Linked DNA regions of Capsicum annuum: region 2 is linked to region 1. The links are chromatin contacts, called in public Hi-C maps. All regions are on one chromosome and are shown on one strand. Each heading gives the region's core, a stretch centred on a gene start, on an enhancer-like site or on the middle of the called end of the contact. The rest is flanking DNA. Distances are from core to core; before and after follow the strand shown.

Evidence for each region. Hi-C and Micro-C count contacts between places; a contact is called where the count stands out from the background.
Region 2: a contact with region 1 is called in a Hi-C map of bud, with 2.2 times the contacts expected there. The contact joins the promoter of LOC107841935 here to the enhancer-like site in region 1. A contact is called at or near these places in 3 of 5 Hi-C or Micro-C datasets (bud, leaf and placenta).

What each region holds. Positions count from the first base shown.
Region 1 is chr9:204,024,107-204,026,802 of UCD10Xv1.1, forward strand. No RefSeq gene overlaps it. Among protein-coding and RNA genes, the nearest start is that of LOC107841893, 12 kb to the left of the region's middle. Within about 2 kb of position 1,300, at least 3 of the 5 cell types and tissues checked have an H3K27ac peak or open chromatin away from gene starts, as enhancers often do. A contact at or near this core is called in bud, where this site is marked.
Region 2 is chr9:204,080,077-204,082,772 of UCD10Xv1.1, forward strand. It overlaps LOC107841935 (protein transport protein SFT2), which reads right to left and starts at 1,350. Exons shown (of 5, transcript XM_047396452.1): 1 at 1,079-1,350. The coding sequence starts at 1,272.

The sequences.
Region 1 (2,696 bases), core at 50-2,549:
GAAATTGTTTCGAAATTCATATATTAATTAATGTATCACATCAAATATTGATGATTCACCAAAACTTCATTTTTTAAAACAATTCAAATCTTTGTATTCTATAAGTTAATTAATTACCTATCAAGGTTTGTTGGACATATAGTCGGTTTAAAGAGCAATTGAAAAATAAAACCAAATGTGAAAGTGATAAATATATTAAACTATAACTTCAATTCAAACTAGAGTTATCGCTTAACCAATTAACTAAAATATGTCATTAAAAAAATCATTTATTCCATATCCACATCTTTATATGCAAGAGGGTATAAATAGATCTTATGCTACAATTGAATATAACCACAACTAAAAAGAAAAAAAAATGAGTTTTACAAGCCAATTATCAATGGCCAAAAGAGTTGTGAGCATGAGATTAGTAGGACTAATGAAAGTGAAAAAAATCACATGTTCATTTAATTATGCGAGATTAAGATGTGATTATGAGATTCAAGGGATAGATCAAGCAATAATTCAAAAAGGGTATGTCCCTATTGTTGTTGGAAATCATGAAGATGTATTGGAGAAAATCTTGATACCAATGAAGTTGATTAAGCATCCTTATGTTGTTAATTTGCTTGATTTTTCTGCTCATGAACTTGGTTACAATCAAGAAGGAACCTTAAGGATTTTGTGTCAAGTAGAAAGTTTCAAAAGAATGATGAATATAATTTCCAAAGGGAAGTGACCATGATGTTGGCAAGTTGGCATTCCAATTTTTAGTCTGACATCTAGGCACATCAACTCATCTTCATCGTGTCAGACGAACACTCAAACTTACAAGAGGATCATCTATACACCTCCAAAATTTATGTGTCACGTTAGTGTAGGTGTCCACGAGACACAGTTGGGAAGAGCTAGAGTGTCTAGTTGCCAGTTGAGGTGCCTAGATGTGCACTCCAAAAGTTAAACAGTTTACTTGCTAGCTAAGGCCAAATATGAGTGTTTGTTTATGTATTATACCTTAACAGAAGTTACAAAATTTAGACATAGTACGAACAACATATATGCTCCTCTACGTGCGATTGGGCCTGATTTTTTGTTTTATGGCAAGTGCGCTGAAATCCTTTTTATTGTTAATGGAGAACAACGATACATTTTCTAGCACTTTGGCGTCCTGCTTGCTCTGATAATATGTTGATGTCTAACCGGGCACAGTCCGTCTCATTTTGAGAGATTAGGGTTGTTATATGGGAAGCACAATGTGAAGTCATATTGCCTTTTTCCTTTTGACATAGTAGTTGGGTAAAGTTGGTGTCATGTATCCAGGAGGTTAAGGATTTAAGCTTTGAAAACAACCTCTAGCAGAAACACAAGGTGAGGCTGCGTACAATAGATCCTTGTGGTCGGGACGACCTTCCCTGAACCCTGCGCATAACTGAAGCTTTAGTGCACCGAACTTCCCTTTGATAGTAGTTGGGTAAAAGAATGTATGTTTATGTATTCCCATGTATATTTGTATGTGATATACATAATTATAAGTGATATACATATAATATATGTTTGTCATAGTGACAATTTTTCCAGTTCCATTTCTACTATGAATCTTTATATGCAAGATTGTGTATAAATAAATCTTATTCCATATCGAATACATCCACATTTATGAAAAAACTTGAGTTTACAAGCCAATGACCTGTCAAAAGAATTGTGAGAAACTGCTCATACCTTTGGTGTTTTTTGAAATGTAGTAATGAAGAAAATCTTGATAACAATGAAGTTAATTATTATATCTAGTATGAGTAATTTGCAAAAAAGACTAAAATTGCTAATTCATAAGCTTCAAAGTTTAGCTACACCTTTGCTTCAAAATTACTTTAGATCATATATTCAAATTACAATTGTAATATTCTAGAATTATTTGAAATTTGCTCGTATAAATTTCTAATTCCGTCAATGAATGCATAACTAATTCATAGTCAATCTCTAATCCCAACTCCAACCAAATATTTAGGCAGAATTTGAATAAATAAATAAGGACACAAAAAGTGCATTCTGTTATTTGTTGAGATCAATTCCAAAATAACATGTACCTAACTAAAAAATAACAAACGAATTGTACCAGAACAACTTTATCAGATGGCCTTAAAGTAGAAGATCACATAGGCCTAGGCAGATTCATGTTAGATATGTAAGGCTAAATTTGTAATGTTGGTTGGTAACACATGTGATGTTCTTTGTCCTCTTTTGCCTATTTAGGCACCATAGTATGATGGTAGGACAGTATTTTATCGGTCGATTTGATTGATGAGATAAGAATAATAATTTTAAGATAAAATATTTAAATTGTTTTATTTTATTTTTAATTTTTAATGTTAATAGTTTCAAGATTATTTTATATGAATTAGCTATTTCATATACAAAATGTATTACTAACCAATTCCAATAAAATATCTCAATCTGTAGTATATTCTTATCTATCCATCCCGCTTACCAAACAACTCCTTAAGAAGTTATTTTTGATGGTTGATCATCCAACTTGGAGTTTATGCAATACACATAAAAATCTAAAATTTGTAACAAAAAGTACAACATTCATCCCAATATTTTATAAAAAGGATCAATAAGATTTGATTGGTTATTAGTAAATTCTAATTTTAGTCTAATGATACCTGTCGTAGCACATTTATCGTAGTTTGCACTTTAATTCATTTACTAGTGAA
Region 2 (2,696 bases), core at 100-2,599, 56 kb after region 1:
CTCCTAATATGCCCAACATATCCATCACAACATCCTCGGCCATAAACTCTCCCTCATACAAAATTGAACTGATTGTAACCCAAATATTAGAATTTCAATCTATTGGAAACAGTCTCTACTTTATCTGAGGTAGTAAGTACACTTTACCCTCCTCACACCCCACTTTGTGGGAATACACTGGGTATATTATTGTTATTGTAATCGTAGATATATTGATGGTGATTGAACTGGGTTTTGATCCAAATATTGGAAAATTCATTTCCACATTAATAATAGCATTTTTTTTTTGATAACCGTACTGTCCGGGCCAGCTTGCGCGCACCTCGACCACGGGATACCTGCCACCTGCCACCTCCCACCAGCAACAGGTACCACCAGGTAACTCTGTCTACCAAAGCTAGAACAGATGGAAAGAAAAAACCTAGTGTTGTCTCTGCTAGGAATTGAACCTGAGAACTCATTATGCTCATTCCAACTTGATAAAAAAGCGAAAATTGAACTGGGTAATCATCCAATACTTGAATTTCATTTCCATTTCCATGTCTATTAATGTAGAATTCTTCAAACAAACATGATAACACGTCAAAAAAATCAAAAATTAAACTGGGTTTTCATCCAAATACTTGAATTTCCATTTCTTTTCCATATATTTGATAGCAAATTCTTCAACAAACCGTCATAACACATCAAAAAAATCGAAAATTAAACTGGGTTGTCATCCAAATATTACATAAAATGCATCAAAAATCAAACTGAGTTTTCATCCAAATACTCCATTTTCAAATAAATTAATAGCAAATTCTTCAAGCAAACATCATAATGCATCAAAAAAAATCAAAAAAATTTCAACTAAATACTCAAATTTCCATTTTTCCATATACATTAATAGCAAATTCTTCAAGAAATACTTCATAAAGGGTCAAAAAAAATCAAAAAATGGACTAGGTTTTCATCCAAATACTCCATTTTCACATAAATTATAATAGCAAATTCTTCAAGCAAACATCATATAATGCATCAAAAAAAACAAAAATTCCACTGAATTTTCACCCAAATAATTTCAATATAGCAAACTTACACGTTAAAAGTACCAGAGACTTTATCATTAGCGGTTCTAACAGCAGCTTCAAGATCGAAACCAAGATCAGATGATGAACCTTGATTATCTTGATCAGCAGCATAAGCATTCCAATCAGCTAATAATGATGATGGGTTTTTATCTACATCATTACTTGGTCCTCCTGTAAACCATGATTGTGCTGTTTTATGCATTATTATGATTTACGGGAATTTTGGACTAGGACAATTGGTACTTGTTGAGTGAGAGAGATCTAATGTTTTTTTTTCCATTGGCCAAATCCATTAATAGCCTTAAACTTGTTACTAAAATTTACTTAGACCTAAATTAAAATTTGTACCTATCAAACTCCACCCAATTTGATTTTAATTGAGCATTTTTTATCCAATCAGCTAAAAGCTAAATTGTGTATTGCACACACACTGACATGACAAAAATTAACCAATAAAAAAAAAAGAACATGGCCAAAAAAAATTATAAGTGGAATTTTTTATTTTTCCCTTTTTCCTATTTAATTATCTATTTACTAATAATTTCTTAATTAAAAAAAAAAAAAAAAAACACCCCACCCCCGTAGTCGTCTTCTTCACCATACCCCCATGTCGTCATCCATCCACCCACAAATGACAATTGATCTACCCCCACCCCTACATCCACCCTCACCCCGCCCCTCCCTCCTCCATCAACTTCTCTTCATCATCCTAAATCGCCATTAAAGACGAAATCAGTGACAACCAGAATTTGATACTTATAATCAGGAATGAAAATTGGGGCATGGAGAAAACGTGACTTGTATCTTGGCGGAGCAAACAAGGAGCTCTGTGAGATATGGGAACTCTGTTGGTTTTTGTCGCACTGGACTTCTCAAATTATGACATCACATTCCCCTCTCTGATTGGCCTATGATTTCTCCGACCAACCTAAGCAAACAACCCTCCATTGGTATATGTTGCTACAAATACTCCCTCCATTTCAAACTTTTCTGGAAACTGTCCACTCTGAAAAAGATTTCATCTTTCCAAAGAGGCAGTGATGATATTACTAAAGTTCCACTGGTCAATTGAAAAAGATTCCATCTTTCCTAATCGGTTCAATTCCCTATCTAAAGTTCATGGCTTTCATTATTTTTTTATTCTTTTATTAATTAAAAATTGTATTAACAAATTGTTAAGAATTTAAAGAAAAAAATAGAGATGAAGAAGATGACTGGGGGCTGATGGGGCGGGGGCGATGGAGGGCTGGGTTGAGGATGGGGTGCAGTGAATATGATAATGCGGGGAGGGGTAGTGAAGACGATGAATGGAAGGAGAGGGGGGTTTGTTGTTTTTTTTAAAAAAAAATTAAAAAATTATAATAATTAAAAATTTTATTAATAAAATAATTAAAATATAAGTTTTAATTTAAAAAATGTAAAATATTATTTTTTGTTCAACTCACTCTCACTCTCCTTGCCAAGTCAGCATTTTGTGCTTGATAGGTATCAATTTAAGTAGTTGAGGTGTCTGATAGGTACAAGTTAGGGGTCTAAGTGAATTTTCGGGACAAGTTTGAGGGGCTATTGATGGATTTGGCCTTTTCCATTTCAAAATAATGGGTAAACAAAAATAACCTTCATTTA